Linked DNA regions of Hordeum vulgare: region 1 is linked to region 2. Evidence: chromatin contacts called from public Hi-C data. All regions are on one chromosome and are shown on one strand. Each heading gives the region's core, a stretch centred on a gene start, on an enhancer-like site or on the middle of the called end of the contact. The rest is flanking DNA. Distances are from core to core; before and after follow the strand shown.

What was found. Hi-C and Micro-C count contacts between places; a contact is called where the count stands out from the background.
Region 1: a contact with region 2 is called in a Hi-C map of leaf, with 4 times the contacts expected there. The contact joins the promoter of LOC123424534 here to the promoter of LOC123424533 in region 2. A contact is called at or near these places in 3 of 6 Hi-C or Micro-C datasets (leaf and seedling) and 1 of 1 datasets of contacts at active chromatin or transcription factors (embryo).

Annotation. Positions count from the first base shown.
Region 1 is chr2H:19,836,619-19,840,364 of MorexV3_pseudomolecules_assembly, forward strand. It overlaps LOC123424534, which reads left to right and starts at 1,875. Exons shown (of 10, transcript XM_045108164.1): 1 at 1,875-2,752; 2 at 2,864-3,189. The coding sequence starts at 1,999.
Region 2 is chr2H:19,643,525-19,647,704 of MorexV3_pseudomolecules_assembly, forward strand. It overlaps LOC123424533 (E3 ubiquitin-protein ligase UPL3-like), which reads right to left and starts at 1,929. Exons shown (of 17, transcript XM_045108161.1): 1 at 912-1,929. The coding sequence starts at 1,733.

The DNA.
Region 1 (3,746 bases), core at 625-3,124, 190 kb after region 2:
TTTAAGAAAACTACATTTTTACTGTTGTCGTACCATTATCTATCTATTTATTTTTAATCTTGTAACTAGCAACACAAGGGGTTTGACAAGGGGTTGGTTTGACAAACCCCTTGTCAAGTTAGGTGCAAGTATTGTTTTTATTTTGTGTTCAGACACAGTTGACCTTGGTAGTTTGGTGATTCCTACTGACTCGATTAAACTTTAATTCTCATTAATTTTTTGCTTCTGTGTTATATCACCCTCCCCTTCAACGCAAAACCCAACAACTCCTACGGGAGTATCAGTTAGTAGATAACACGGGATCACACCCCGAAAGTCCATCAAAACGCCACGCTATAAGAAAATAAAACACACCCCATCATTTACATCACTCACTAAACTAAATAGTTCCTCAATTTCAAAATATAAGGTGTATTTATTTTTTAATTTAAAATTATTTATGTTTGACCAAGTTTAGAGTCAAAATCCGACATTCGGAATACTAAACAAACAAATAGAAATTTCACTCAATGATGAATATAATGATACTGATTTGATTATGAGTAGATTGAACTTAAATGGGTTCGACTTTCAAAAAAGCTAATACAACTATAGTTTATAACCGAAGGAAATTTTTTTATGGAAAAATAAACAACACCAATAGCGCAAGGCACCAAACTCTTCTATTATGTTGTCTAACTAAGAGCTATATTTGAGGCGAGCTAAACCAAAATCTTCTCATTATATTTTCTGAACAAAACACAGTTGATCGTTTGGTTTGGGAACAAAGTGGAATGGAATGTCACGATTCCATTTTACTAGAATGGGTCAGCTCATCCTCGTATTTGATAAGGGCGATGCATAGGGATGGAATGGTTACATTCCGGTATTTGTTTCGAAGATGGAATTGAATGGATTCTTTGCTCTCAACCTTCCATGGTTGTGTGCTACTTGATGGGTGAGAGGAATGGGAGCAAATCACATGGAGCAAATTGATGTTGCTGCCTCGTCGTCTCTTCTCCGTTCAATCTATCACGCCATCTGAGAGGGAGAGATGTGAGAAAGACAAGGGATATGCAACGATGTTCGGGGAGGGGAGGGGGGAGGAAGATGCGCGATAGAGAGACAAGGGACGTGCGACAACATTCGGGATTAAAGACGAGGAAGAGGCAACATCGAGAGGAATAGAGAAATGAGGGGGTGAAGACGACACAGGTTCAGAACAAAGTGCGTCGGGAGAGGCGAGACCGATAGGTCGTTCCGTACTATTCTCCCAAATTAAAGGTACGAGTGCGTTCGACATTTCAATAGAATATTCCGTTCGAGAAAACAAGTGGGTTCTCATTCTTATCCCAACCAAACGCGAGGACGAAGCGCATGTGCGAAACGGACCCGACCCAGTCCATTCGGTGACATACCTGGCCAAATGGACCGTCTCAATCGGGTCGGCCCGATAGCACGCCGGCCTGGCACAAGACGGACCCGACCCGGCACGACTTAAACGGGCCCGTGCTACGCACGCGACACACCTCGAGCCGTGTCTGGGCTTGGAGGCTGGGCACGCGGGCTGACACGACACGACCCGTTTATTTTTTATATATATTATATATATACATAATATACAACCCAATGGACCTAAAAATGAGCCCATGAGACTAAAAATATAGAGTCGAGCGTGCTAATCAGACCAACATACTAGACCGTTTAATAACCGGTCCTTGTCTGGGCCTAGAGGCGCAGCACACGGGCTGACACGACACGACCCGATTAGTAAACGTTCCGACGCGGGCCGTACAATGCTGGGCCCGTTTACAGCGGGCCGTACGGGCCGTTTGGCCAGGTATGTTCGGTGACCTGAACCAAACACGCCCTATTCCGTTCCCGAGGGTAAACTGGACTTTCCCCCCTATTGCGTTCCGCCCGAGCATTCCCTCGTCCACGCCTCCTCCTCCCCCTTCCACCCAAACGAGCAGAGAAAATCCGGCGAACCGGACCTAGGGTTTAGCCCCCTCGCCGCCGATGAAGGGCGGCCGGCTGCACCGCCCGGATCCGCCGTCCCCTCACGCGGCCGCGGCCCTGGCCGCCCCCGCCCCCGCCCCCGCGCCCGCGCCCGCCGACGACTGGGTGGACGGCTCCTGGACGGTGGACTGCTCCTGCGGCGTCACCTTCGACGACGGCGAGGAGATGGTGAGCTGCGACGACTGCAGCGTCTGGGTGCACACGCGGTGCGCGCGCTACGTCCGGGGCGTGCACACCTCCTTCTCCTGCCACAACTGCAGGCACAAGCGCGCCCCCTCCTCCGCCGACGAGACCGAGGTCGCCGAGCTCCTCGCCGAGTTGCCCACCCACCGCCCGCCCCCGCTCTACCGCAGGTGGGCCGAGGTCCCGCTCCCCGCCCGCGTCCACGTCCACGGCCTCCCCGGCGGGGCCGACGCCTCCCTCTTCCGCGGATCCCCGTCCTCCACCGCCTTCTCCGCCGCCCTCTGGCGCTGCGCCGGCTACGTCCCCAAGAAATTCGGCTTCCGCTACTGCGAGTTCCCCTCCTGGGCCGAGGACAAGGACAAGAGGGCGGAGGACAAGGACGGTGCCGACGCTCTTTTCGCGATGGCCAGGGAGAATCGGGAGGAGACGGCACCGGCGCCGGCGGCCAGATTATCCCTCCCGATTGGGAATAAGGGAAACAAGAATGCTCAAACCCTAAGCAAGAAGGCTGAAGGCAGTCAACACGCTGGCGCAAAAGAAGTTCCTCCTCCGACTGATGCTAAGACGAAAGGTGAATAGTTTGGCCACGATTCTTGTTATTTAATTGCTGCACACATAACAGTTAGTTTTTCAGTGATATTGCCTACGTTTCGATTATCGATTGTTAGTTTGTTCATTTTAGGAGCATCCAAGATCGCCGCAGAGGCTGATACACGGGATAATGGGTTTGAGTCGAAAGGGGATCTTAACACGCCTGATATCAGGCATAAGGATCAGTTTGCCGACATAACCATGGCCAATTCTGATTTTAAAGTAGTTGTCGAAGCTAATAAGAAGAGGAAGGAATCCGTGGAACTGAGTGGGGAGAAGAGGAGTTCCGAGGGAACTCCAAGGATGCTGAAAAAGGACGAACCTAAGGAGTCTATTAAACTGGAGATCTCCTCTGGAGGCAGAGCTACATCAGCTGTGGCAGAACAAGAAGCACACTCACGGTTTGTCAAGGCAGAGGTTAGTACATTGTATGCAATTAAACCGCACAATACTAAATCTATTGCCTCCATTTCATGTTGCTGGTTTGGAATGCTGTTTTCTACTTTATATTCTGCTGGAATTTGCATTTTGACTAATCAGTACGCCATTTGCTACTTCAAGAGCACACATCCAGAGAGTTTAATCTGTTATGTGGTCATACAAGTTGAGTTGTGCTGCTACCTCAAAATTAGCCTGTTTTAAATGTAATTACTTCACTTGTCCGATCAGCTTAACCAAATTTAGTTTTAGATTAGCGTACCTTAAAATGGTTTTCTTGTTTGCGGACACAGTGGATTTCCCTGCCTCTAGCACCTGATTTCCTCCACCGGCAATGTATCTTCATCCCAAACAACATCGATATTTGCAGTGAATTGTTCTCCATGTCCTGGCTTCCCATAGTACTTCGATTGCTCCACAATAGATTAATAACAATCATTATAAACTAATTACATTTTAGGTTCTACATGACCTTAATTTCAACCGTTGAATCTCCATGTCTTTTGAATTCTACCAATCACACTCTTTCAGAGTGA
Region 2 (4,180 bases), core at 679-3,178:
TTTGAATTAGACCCAAGAAAAGTAGAAGTATAATATCCATAAGATAGGAAGGCAGAGAGAAAACACAGCCAGAAACCGGATACATGAATCTTAGCATCTGATTTCCAACCCACTTCTTAGTATTTCAGATGGATCGTTACAGTACCACATACACAGGCATGATATTAGACCCTGAATATTACAGATGAAAAACATGTTCAAATAGCTAGCTTAGTCATGCAGCAATAGGTGATCTGGCACAGCAAAACCGTGTTAAACAGCACCTATGTGCTCGGCAGGAGGACACCATGATCAGGCCTAGAAAGTCTTCTAAGGGGCCGATGAGGTCCTTAGATGGATTTGAGTTCGCTGGTGAGGATTTGGAGTCCGAGTCCTCCTGCGGCAGCAGAGGAAGGGAAGACCTCTCCATGCCGACAAGCTCCCTAAGGCTTCAGCCAACATCCTTGAGGTGACTATCAGGCCTTTTTTCATCCAACCATTTTTTCTTTCATGTGTCTCCTATCCTTAGCTTCTTCCCTCCCAGAGCGGGCAGTGACTAGATCCTAGGCAGGACCCTAGGCTGCTAAGGATTCACCTTCAGCCTAACCCTCTAGATATTTCTTGTAATATCGTTAAATGGTGAGGTACTGAACTAGGAAGTATTTAACCTTCTCACCCATATTCATTTTAGAACTAAAATGGGGAGAGAAAAAAACACAGCTACACAAAAGGCACACTACTCACCAGCAAGTCCAAATATTACAAATGAGCTGCAACACTTGAAGGAAACTCATCTACCGTGGGTTAAGGCATAATCATGCATAATACAGTAAAAAAAATGGTTCAATAAGCATTGATCTGGATCAGGCAACATGATATAGAAGCAGCATATACTATAAACAGAACAAACGATGCAACAGAACAGTGCTCACCTGCTCCGCAAGGTCCATGTACTCAATGGTGAGAAGCCGGGCGCAGAAGCATGCCACTGCACCATAGTGCACAACGGCGGAGCAGGATGACGGGAGCACGTCGCAGAGGTGGGTCAGGGCCCGGGCTGCGAGCAGCATGATGTCGGGGTTGCTCTCATGGTTGAGCAGCCCGACCAGAACAGGCACGAAGGAGTCAACCGAGAAGCCGGCGAGGGTGTCCTCGGTGCCAATGGACAGCATCTCGCCGAGCTGCGTCAGCGCCTCCACCTGGCGGCCCTCCTCCCCGTCGGCGCGGAGGCCCGCGAGCATGCTCTTCATCCGCGCGCCGTTGGGCCCGGACATGGACGAGGAGGAGGCAGCCGCGGCGGCGGCGGAGAGGGCGGACGACGGCAGCATGTCGTCCAGGCCGGCGCCGAGCTTCCTTAGCAGCCCCTGCAGGGCGGTGCTGGCGGAGGTGAGGCCGTGGGGGAAGGCCCCGTGGGCGTCGTCGTCGTCCTCCATGCCGTCGAAGCTGAGGCCGAGCATCCGCTCGGCCTCGCGCAGGCGGGAGCTCTCGGAGGGCTCCTGCTGCTCCTTGCCCTTGTCGGCGTTGGAGGCGCGGCCGCCGCGGCGGCGGGGCGGGGGGTTGCCGCTGGCGTCGGCGGGGAAGTCCATCGGGGGCTGCGGGGCGGGCGGGGAGAGGACGACGGAGCGGCGGGCGCGGGTGGGGCTAGGGTTAGGGTTGGGGCGGGCGCGCTTGGAGGGGCGGGCCGAGGAGGAGGAGGAGGGGGTGGTGGAGGAAGACGACGAGGCTTCCGCCCGCTTGCGGCTGCGCGTTTCCATACAAAGGGGGAGGAGGATGGGGAGGGGGGCGGCGGCCGCCTCGGGGGAGGCGGCGGCGGCGGCGGCGGCGGCGCGGCGCGGCGGATTAGGAGGCGGTGGGAGGGGGCATCGATGGGGAGGGGGGCGATCGGGGGAGATCTGGGTGGGGATTTTGTTGATTGATTTGGGGAGCAGGGAGGGGAGGCGGTGCGGGTGGGGACTGCGGCTTGCGCTGCGTGGGCGGCGACGTGAGATAAGAGAGAGAGAGAGAGAGAGAGAGAGAGAGAGGCCTCCTTTACCGGATGGGATGGGACGCGTGAGGAGGGCCGCTTGGGCTTTTGCGGGGTTGTTCGCCTCTCCTGCCCACGAGCACCGCACCGCACCGCACCGCCCCGCCCTCTCTTGGGCATTAAAAAGAAAAAAGAAATTTCTCAAAAGAAAACAAAAACAAAACAAAATATCTCAAAAGATTAGAAATATAACGTAAAATGAAAATTCAACATACCAGGTAAACCAAAATTGTATGCGCCTCTCTCTAAAGGAAAAAAATATATACCGAGAAAAGTAAGATAGCACAGTTAAGGTAAGGAACACATAAACCAAAAACCAACAAGGAAACTCCTTGATAACAAGTGAAGTCGCACCAAAATCATCTGAATTGGTCGTCTCCACTCTTTTCGTATGTCGGCTTGTATCAAGTGATAGTGATAGACATCATTCGTAAGTGAGAAATCAATGTGTAAGTCTATGAACATACAGGTGTGTCGAGTAGTTGGATGTCTTGTAATAGTAATACAAATAAAACCCTTGTATACCTCCAACAATCTTATAAGGGTGTCAATCTTGCCGGTTGGATGAGCCTATTAAAAGATAGTGTATGATAAATATTTTTGATATTTTAAATAAAATAAAAGTAAGAAAATAATTCAACGTGTAAATGTTTTTGTTGTATTTTAGAAAATGTTGTCAATTTATTCAAATTTCAAAGTTCACGGCCCCTCGTCTCCTACCTCCGAGCGAATACACTTCGATGGAACATGGAGCCAAGTTTTACATAAGGAGTTGCAACAACCTTTTCTAACTAAAATATACGTGACTTTATTCATGGACCGTCGCCCCCAAACAACGCGAAACTCATCAAAAGCTCCAAGCAACACTTTGATCTCCTCACCTAGTTACCCATTAGCTCAGAGATCTTTTTGAATAGATACTACTTTTCTTGCCACCACTTGCGAGCCCGTCTCTACGATCACCTTCTGGGCATGTAGTTCTTGTGCAAGAACAATGGCTCGTATACACGCAAGGAGCTCTGTCACCTCAACATTGGCAGCTACGGGAAAAAATGGCATGCATGTGCAATGAATCCGCCATGGCTATTCCGAAGAACAAGACCAGAACTCCCGAGCCCTGGTCTTTTCAAAGAGCACCGTCCACATTAGCCTTGATCACCTTCTGGACATGTAGTTGTTGTTTTCTGTGTTTTTTTGGCTTTTCAGAAAATCAGTATCAAACGAAGTCCAAATGCAACGGAAGTTTTTAACGATTTTTTCTGGACAAAAATAAGAAATGAAAGCTTTGGAGGAGACCAGACGCCACATGGGTGGTGCCAAGCCAACAGGACGTGCCCAGGGAGTGACCGCGTCCTGATGGATTGGGACCACCTACCGACACTCCTGAACTAACTCTACTTCTATAAATCCTATATATTGAGAAAACACCGGTGAGCCACCTGAAACACTTTTTTTGCCGCAGCAAATCTCTCTTCCGTCGTAATCCCATCTGGAGCCTTGTCGGAGGGGGCATCAATCACGAAGGGCCTCTAAATCAACCTTGTTGTTCCTATTGGGATCGTAGTAATAATTCAAAAATTACCTACGTCACACCAAGATCTTCTAGGAGATGCTAGCAACGAGCAAGGGGTAGATCGCTAAGCGGAAGCATTACTATGAACACGTGTGATGGAGTCGTACTCGCAGCGATTCAGATCGCGGAAGATTTTGATCTAAGCGCCGAACAACGGTCCCTCCGCATTCAACACACGTGCAGCCCGGTGATGTCTCCTTCACCTTAATCCAGCAAGGAGAGAGGAGAAGTTGAGGGAGAGCTCCGGCAGCACGACGAAGTGGTGACGGTGGAGCTGGGTGGTACTCCGACAGGGCTTCGCCAAGCGCTATGGATGAGGAGGAGGAGGAAGAGCAGGGGTGTGCCAAGGAAGGAAGAAAACTTGTGTGTTGCAGCCCCAAAACCCTTGGTATATATAGGAGGAGGGGGAGGGTTGGCCGGCCACCCTAGGAAACCCTAGGAGGGGCGGCGCACCCTAGATGGGAGGGGCAACGACCCAAGAGGGGGCGGCGGCCAGGGTGGAGGTGGCTTGCCTCCCAAGTTGGGAGGTGGACCACCTTTTGCCCTAGGGTTCCCAGCCCAATTGGCCATCAGGCCTTGGCCGGCCGAACCAGCCCACCTAGGTG